Regions from separate parts of the Ovis canadensis genome. Here regions 1 and 3 are each linked to region 2. Evidence: chromatin contacts called from public Hi-C data. All regions are on one chromosome and are shown on one strand. The core of a region is the stretch at or near the end of the contact, and the rest is flanking DNA. Distances in the headings are between cores, read along the strand shown. Region 1 has its middle 21 kb from the start of TARBP1. Region 2 holds the start of IRF2BP2 (interferon regulatory factor 2 binding protein 2). Region 3 has its middle 97 kb from the start of IRF2BP2.

What was found. A called contact is a pair of places that touch in the nucleus more often than the background predicts.
Region 1: a Hi-C map of lung shows a contact between it and region 2, with 3 times the contacts expected there. The contact joins the enhancer-like site here to the promoter of IRF2BP2 in region 2. A contact is called at or near these places in 2 of 2 Hi-C or Micro-C datasets (fibroblasts and lung).
Region 3: a contact with region 2 is called in a Hi-C map of fibroblasts, with 3 times the contacts expected there. The contact joins the enhancer-like site here to the promoter of IRF2BP2 in region 2. A contact is called at or near these places in 2 of 2 Hi-C or Micro-C datasets (fibroblasts and lung).

Annotation. Positions count from the first base shown.
Region 1 is chr25:25,047,442-25,050,141 of ARS-UI_OviCan_v2, reverse strand. No RefSeq gene overlaps it. Among named protein-coding and RNA genes, the nearest start is that of TARBP1, 21 kb to the right of the region's middle. Within about 2 kb of position 1,356, the one cell type or tissue checked has open chromatin away from gene starts, as enhancers often do. A contact at or near this core is called in fibroblasts, where this site is marked.
Region 2 is chr25:25,158,276-25,160,975 of ARS-UI_OviCan_v2, reverse strand. It overlaps IRF2BP2 (interferon regulatory factor 2 binding protein 2), which reads left to right and starts at 1,252. Exons shown (of 2, transcript XM_069572380.1): 1 at 1,252-2,700. The coding sequence starts at 2,101.
Region 3 is chr25:25,255,721-25,258,420 of ARS-UI_OviCan_v2, reverse strand. No RefSeq gene overlaps it. Among named protein-coding and RNA genes, the nearest start is that of IRF2BP2, 97 kb to the right of the region's middle. Within about 2 kb of position 1,395, the one cell type or tissue checked has open chromatin away from gene starts, as enhancers often do. A contact at or near this core is called in fibroblasts, where this site is marked.

The sequences.
Region 1 (2,700 bases), core at 107-2,606, 110 kb after region 2:
AAGTCTTGCTCTTCTTTCTTTCTAAGCTTCAGCTTTTGATTCCAGGCACATTTACATTTACAATTATAGTGAACAGTGGGGAAGGGATTATTGCATGATTTAGAGGGTTTATCTAAATGACCTCCCAAACTTCTCCCAACTCAAAGGTTCTGTGAGTCAATGAAATGCCTTGACAAAGGAGAACAAACCCAGGCCTTCAAGTTCAAAATACCTGTGTCTATTTTCTAGCTCTCACATTTACTGGCTGTGTGACTTCTGGCGAGCTACTTAACCTCTCTGAGCTCAGATTTCTCATCTGAAAACCTGAGGCAATGCCAAATACTAAGTCGTTGTCAGGAAGATGAAATAATAAAGTACTTTTCAGACATGGGACAGGGTGCCAGACAAAGAGTAGGTGCCAAGGTTTTGCTTGTCTTGATTCACACAAGTTTCTGATTGGGTCAAAAATGTAGGTCATATTTGAATATTGCCTTTGTCTTCCCTTCCAGGGCCCTACTTCAGAAAGACAAAGAAAGAAGGAAATAAAAAGTGACTCGCTGAGGCCCTTCTGAAAGCATCACCCATGTATTGAAATATTCCTTCCAGTCAAAAACTAGGTTATTAATTATACATTGCTATTGGAACAGAAAATAAGAAGAGGCCTCACTGCTTATGACCCAGAACTTGACCATTGTTTGATTTCGATTATTTCCTGGTATCTGCGTAATGTATCCCAAATGTGAGATTTGCAGTGGTGAGAGTCCAACCAACTGTAGCCTGAATGACTGTCCGTAATATTTAGTAAATGCCCTGGAATGACTGTTCATTTCCACTCCAGGCAGCGCATTTCTGGGGGATTATTTCACTGCATGGGTGGCCCAAGTCCCTTGGCCTTCAGCCTCACAGCTCATTCCACAGCTCTGGGCAAGCAGCAACCACCCAAAAATGCGAGTCTTTCTTCCTGGCCCCAGTGGCATGAGTAACATCATTAACTCTTCGGGGCTGAGGTCTGGGATGACGTCGAAATCTTCCACCCCACTGTGTTAGCTGACAGAATACCAGAGTAACAAAGTTTTGGCAGTTTGTTTTCACGCCAGCAACGTGCCTGCCCTCATACACAATCTTGGGATATTTTTTTCCTCTTCTTTCCCAGCAGGATTGTGGGTTTCAAAATGGAAGCAAAGTCCTCCCCGCGTCTAGCTCCAGTTCTGAGAACAAATGGGCAAGAAGGCTCCAAAATTCTACAGACAAGGGGAAATGCTGCTGACGTGTCCCCGCCAGGGACAGGACAGGAAGAGCACAGCTGTGCCGTGTGCCGTTTCACATGCTCCTCTGCCGATGAGCTTTCTAAAGTGTAAAAACGTTGCAGGGCGCTCCCTAAGAGGAGACACACAAACACATTTCCTCTGGGCCCCGGGCCAGCGCTGGGGCAGGCAGAGGCCGCGCAAGTGCACTGTGGATGCCGCGCGCCATCTGGTGGCCAGGAGGTGACATTGCGTGCACCATCCGGGCTTTTACACCATTGATCTGCAGTCATTTCACGGAAGGAGCAATTTTGTTCAGTTGCTCAGTCGTGTCCAGCTATTTGCGACCCCTTGGACTGCAGCACGCCAGGCTTCCCTGTCCTTTACCATCTCCCAGAGCTTCCTCAAATTCATGTCCATTGAGTTGGTGATACCATCCAACCATCTCGTACTCTGTTGTCCCCTTCTTCTTCTGCCTTCAATCTTTTCCACCAGCAGGATCTTTTCTAACGAGGTGGCCAAGTATTGGAGCTTCAGCTTCAGCATCAGTACTTCCAATGAATATTCAGGGTTGGTTTCCTTTAGGATTGACTGATTTGAGCTCCTTGCAGTTCGAGGGATTCTAAAGCGTCTTCTCCAGCACCACAATTCAAAAGCATTGTTTCTTTGACACTCAGCCTTCTTTATAGTCCAGCTCTCACACCCATACATGACTACTGGAAAGACCATAGCTTTGAATAAAGGACCCTTTGTTGGCAAAGTAATGTCTCTGCTTTTTAATATGCTGTCTAGGTTGGTCAGAGCTTTTCTTCCAAAGAGCAAGTGTCTTTTAATTTCATGGCTGCAATCACCATCTGCAGTGATTTTGGAGCCAAAGAAAATAAAGTCTCTCACTGTTTCCATTGTTTCCCCATCTATTTGCCATGAAGTGTTGGGACTGGACGCCATGATCTTTGTCTTCTTAATGTTGAGTTTTAAGCCAACTTTTTCACTCTCCTCTTTCACTTTCATCAAGAGGCTCTTTAGTTCTTCGCTTTCTGCCATAAGGGTGGTGTCATCTGCATGTCTGAGGTTATTGATATTTCTCCTGGCAATCTTGATTCCAGCTTGTGCTTCCTACAGCCCAGCATTTCTCATGATGTACTCTGCATATAAGCTAAATAAGCAGGGTGACAGTATACAGCCTTGATGTACTCCTTTCCCAATTTTGAACCAGTCTGTTGTTCCGTGTCCAGTTCTAACTGTTGCTTCTTGACCTGCATACAGGTTTCTCAGGAGGCAGATAAGGTGGTCTGGTATTCCCATTAAAGGAGTATACTGTGGGCTTTTAAATTCTGTTGGGAGTGATCATAGGGGATCCCGAAGGAAGACACCAAGGGCCAGGTGTTCTAAATTCCGTTCGTTCTTCTACGACTGGATGCTTGATGTCTCAGATTCTCCTAGAAACAGAGATAACGATCCTTGGGAAGCACTCAGC
Region 2 (2,700 bases), core at 3-2,502:
TCTCCACCTACCAATCCAGTTGTAGGGAAGATAATATAATTAGTACCCTGTTCTTCCCACACTTAACCAGCTCATTCCAGTCTCAGGGAGAGAGGTGGGCCTGTTTTCCAACAAAGGAAGCTCGGGAGGCCGCCCTTCCAGAGCTGAAGTGTAAAGGTCCCAACTGAGAGTGACTAAGCCCGCGTCTATTAGTCAGAAAGACTAACGACCAGCCAAAAGTGATTTACCATAACACACGCCAGCTCCTCCTCCCGATAAAAGTGTGAAACTCAAGTGCTCAATTCAGTCTGGGCACAGCCTGTGGCTGCCAACGGTGGCAGAACGCGGCGAGACTGGCTGGCTCTGCACCCACATGTCGCCTTCGCGCCAGGCGGGTTTGCACCCACCTAAGCCCATCCTGGGCGGTGTGGTGGGCTCGAGGTCGGCCCTGCCCACCCAGCGGGGCCGGGAATGGCTGAGATCTGCCGGGTCCGCGCGACCCGCAGGCCAGCCTGCCGCTCACCCCCAAGCGCGCGCGGACCCCACCGCCGCTCGTGCCCGCGCCCCGCGCCACCTGGAGTCCAAGTTTGGCCCCGTGGACGGGGCCTGGAGGCCTAGAGTCGCCGGCGGGGGGGCGGAGCCTGCGCGGTGACGCGGCCTCTTTGGCCGCTGACCCCGGATCCCTGGAATGTGCATTCGTTCAATGGAGCCGCCAGTGCCAGCGGCGCCGAGTCACGTCTGCGCGGAGCGTGCGCACTCGGCGGCGGCGGCGCACGCGGCCCGCGGCCCCGCGCCCACGTCACGCGGCTGCCGCGCGAACCTGCGCCAGGTGGCCGGGACCCCCGCGCTATAGCGAGGGCCGGCCGGGAGGGAGCGCGGGGTGCATCGCGCGGTGCTGCCGCTCCCTCCCGGAAGGGCTCCGAGAAGCGGCGGGTGGACTCGATCCTAAGCCTGAGAGCACGCCCTCTTTTAGTAAAACTTCAGGGGACCGGCGGCGCCTGTGTCCTCCCCAAGACCCATGCGAGTGTAAAAGCGCTTGCCGAAGAGTTCAAATAAAGCTCCTTAAAAGATGTTTAAAAACGGACAGAACCAAGTTACAAAGTGGCCTTGCTTTTCAAAACACGAGTTTTACACGGTTTGCTCTAAACGGATCTGGAGGAGAGGGAACTCGGCTCGAGTGGTCTAGGCAGCGGAGCGGGTGCAGGGAAACAAGCTGCGCCAGCCACGCGTTCACGTCGGGGACACAGGCCGCGGCGCGGACGGGAGGGCGGGCACAGAGGAGCCGGCTCTCCCAGCAGCGCCCGTTCTGCGGCGGGGGGAGGGGGAGGGCGAGGGCGCGGGGGAGGGCGGGCGCGCGCGCGAGGGGAGGGGGCCCGCGCAGGCGCCTTGCGAGGCTGTCGAAGAATCAAGTCTGTAGAAGTGGAGCGGCCGCGGCGGCAGCAGCAGCAGCGACGGCGGCGGCGGAGCTGAGGCGGGCTGGGCGCTGACGCGGGCGCTGGAGAGCGGCGACGCCAGGAGCTGTGAGAGAGCAGCGGAGCGACCCGGGGTCCGCGCCGCGTCCGAGCTCCGCGCCGCCCGGCCGCCGCCGCCGCCGCCGCCGCCGCCCCGGCGCGGCATGCCCCGCCGCTCGGGCTGAGCCTGCCCCGGCGGCCGCCCCCCGCCCCCCGCCCCCCCAACCTCCCCGCCCCCCGCCCCGCACTCCGCGCCAGCTGCCGCCGCGACCTGCTGCGCTCCCCCGCGTCCGCGCGGCCCGTCTTCGCCCCGGTCTGGAGGCCAGCCGCGGCTCCAGCCGAGCCCCCGCCGCCGCCGCCGCCGCCGCGCCCGCCGCGCCGCGCCGCCCCGCCGCCCGCCCGAGCCCGCGCCGGCCGGGGGGACGTGCTGCCGCGGCTGCAGCCCCTCGCCCCGCGCCCGCCGCCCCTCGTGCATCGGGGGCGCTGCGCGGGCGCCGAGCCTTCGCGGGCTTTGCCGCCGCCGCCGCCGCCTCTGCGGCCGCCGCCGCCGCTGGTCGGGGAGACGCGGGGTTGGGGGGGGAGGAGGGCGCGCGTGGTGCCGGCGGGTAGCGGCGGCGCCCCCTCCTCCTCCGCCTCCTCCTCCTCCTCCGGCGCCGCGGGCTCCTCGGACATGGCCGCGGCTGTGGCGGTGGCCGCCGCGTCTCGGCGGCAGTCGTGCTACCTGTGTGACCTGCCCCGCATGCCCTGGGCCATGATCTGGGACTTCACCGAGCCCGTGTGCCGCGGCTGCGTCAACTACGAGGGCGCCGACCGCGTCGAGTTCGTCATCGAGACGGCGCGGCAGCTCAAGCGGGCGCACGGCTGCTTCCCGGAGGGCCGCTCCCCGCCCGGCGCCGCGGCCCCGGCCGCCGCTAAGCCGCCGCCGCTCTCGGCCAAGGACCTTCTCCTGCAGCAGCAGCAGCAGCTCGGCCACGGCGGCCCTGAGGCCGCCCCGCGCGCTCCTCAGGCCTTGGAGCGCTACCCTCTGGCGGCCGCCGCAGCCGAGCGGCCCCCGCGCCTGGGCTCCGACTTCGGCGGCAGCCGCCCGGCCGCCGCCCTGGCCCAGCCGCCGACGCCGCAGCCGCCGCCTGTGAACGGCATCCTGGTGCCCAACGGTTTCTCCAAGCTGGAGGAGCCGCCGGAGCTGAACCGCCAGAGCCCGAACCCGCGGCGCGGCCACGCCGTGCCGCCCACCCTGGTGCCGCTCATGAACGGCTCGGCCACACCGCTG
Region 3 (2,700 bases), core at 146-2,645, 97 kb before region 2:
AGGATGATGGGACCCTCCTGGAGCTTCTCCCCACCCAACCTTGGGCTGTATCCTCCTAAACACCTTTGCTTCCATCCCTGGACCGAGGAGGTGGTCACGCGTGCTCCTGAAAGTGAATGCCCCTTTCAGAGGGTCTGGAGTTGGGATGGGGCGGGCATCGGAAGGAAATGATCAGCTGTTTCACAGTGAGGTCTCCGCAGGCCCGTGAGAGCAGCCCCTGCTGTGGCCTTGCCTTCTTCCAAATAAAGGAGCCAGGAAACAGCCAAGTTGCTCCTTGTGGCAGAAACTTCTAGAACCAGAAGAGGCCCTTCCCAGCATCTGGGGGTGGGGATGTCAGATTCTGCTCTGGGCAGGGCGGGGGGTGGTGGCTGGCAACCAAGTCCCACTCGTATGTAACCTGGCAGCTCTCTGCCTGGAGACTTGCCGATGGTCACGATGTGTCGCCTCCCAGGAGATGTTCCACTTTCCAAGCAGGTGGGAAATGACCCTGGTTAAAAATAGCGGCACCGGACTCATCACAGAGTCCCCTTGTAAAGCAAAACCGTGGGTTTCCTCCAAGTGGCGCAAAGGATCAGCCGTGGCTTTTGGGTTCCCTCTGGGACTCTGGGGGCTGGGGTCCCAAGTGCACCAAATCCCCCAGTGCCCTCCCCTGCAACACCCCGGCGCCCAGCACAGCCACCAGCAGAGCCCCTCAGCCGTGGCCGCTGGCCACCTGCCCACCCCGGGTTCGCCTCGGTGACTGGGGGGCCACTGTGACTGTCCACACCCTCTCCCCGCCTTCCTGCTCCCCTCAGTGCCTGGTGGACCGGGGTTTCTGGAGCTTTCTCAGAACCGTGGACACATTCCCAGTGGAAATCATGACATTTTCCGTTTCACATGACGCACTCCACAATGCCTCAGGAAAAGGGAGAGAGAAAGAGAAGGCAAACAGAGCCTGGGAGCCAGCCCCTCTCTGTCAACAGCCAGGCCAGGTCCTCTCTGTTTATCCTGGAGTCGCCTCCCCGGGGCTTGACAGTCAGCCTCCGTGTTCTCTCCTGCAGTCAGAGGCCCGACGACTAGGTTAACTGCCTTTTCTCTCTGCTTCTTGGCACATCTGGGTGAAGGCGTGCCTCCCTACTTTGTTGTGTTTTTTTTTAAACTTTACTTTCGACTGCCATGGTGACTGCTGCATGTTTGGCAAAGGGAAGGAGGGGAAAAAAAAAAAAAAAAGCTCGGGGAGAAGAAAAGGAGCTCTCAGCGCAGGGCTGGCGGCCGTCCAGGGTAATCATGCTGCAGAGCTGAAATGAGGCCTCTGGCGGGCAGCCAAGTCACAAAGAACAAAGCTGTCAGTTCCTAATGTTGGCGGCAAAGCCTGTTTGGCACCCTTATATGCTTTCCCAGAACTCCCTGCCTTGGCTGCCTTCCATTCCCTTCAGGGCAGCAAACAGGATTAGCCCAGCTCTGAGTTGTTTTTCTTCCCTCTCCTCCAACTGTTTCCAATGACATCATCCTTGCTGCACTCATTTGCCAGCAGGGTGGTTTTTCTCTCTCTCTCCTCCCACCCCCCTCTCTCCCTCCATCTCTCTCTCACACACACACCTCCACTCCCACTTCCTTCCTGTAGCCGCCCCCCCAACCTCCTCTGACTTGCTCGAAGCGCACTGTTTGAGGTCATGCCTCTTGTCCGGCATCTCTGTGAAATGCACACACGCCCCGGCGCTTGTCCATTTCGCTGAATCAAGCCAGACGTTGTATTTTATTTTTATAACTGAATTCCTGTGAGATAAAAATCTCATTTTCCTTCGCAGGCTGTAATCAGCACTCGCAGGGCTGTGGTTTCCAACTGCCCCATCTCGTGCTTCCTTACGAAGCACCGCTGAGAAATGAACTTGGCTGCCATTCAGGTTTAAAGGGCCCGCGGCTAGTCATACATTGCTGGTTCACACACACACACGCACAAACACACGATGTGCACACAAAGACTATTGCATGCGCACACCCACAGGCACACACACCCACTGGGCTACACAGACAAAGGGTATGGAGATACCCCCCCGAGAGAGACAGACACACACACAAGCAGCACCTAGGGTCATTCTTTCCCTTTCAAGAAAGAGAATAGGTGAACAAGTAGAAGCCAAAAGCTGCTTCCGAAAAGGCTGGTTTCAACCAGGAGGCAGGCAAGCGTTATGCAACTAATGTCTGGGTTCATGAAAGGAATCGAGGTTCGCTGACTGCACAAATGTTCCCCCGCCCCCGCCCTGCCCCCCGCCCCCAACTCTGATTCATGAACTAGTTTTCAGATTCATGAATCACTCGGGAGCCAGCAAGAAAAAAATGAGTAGTATTGATCTCATTTCAATTGAAACGGGCTCATTATGGCCACGCAGGGGCAGGGTGCAGACAACTTCCTACTACCAGACACTCGCCAGCATCCTAGGTCTGCAGGGAGGCTCCCCCGCCTGTGGGTGGGGCAGGCTGGCTTTTGCAGAGGAGAGGGTTCCCCCTCTTTTGATGATTAAATAGGCAGAATCAGATCTATTGGCACGAGGAGCTGGGGCTGGACTCCTCTGTCCTCTTTCGGCAGGTCGGTGGGCTTCCTTGGGTGTTCTCCATTTGTGGTTTTTTTTTTTTTTTCACTTTTAATGAAATCTTTTAAGAGGAATCTCAGTGCAAATTCATTTCTGGATTGTTGGTGGTGTCTCAAGGACTATCTAAAAT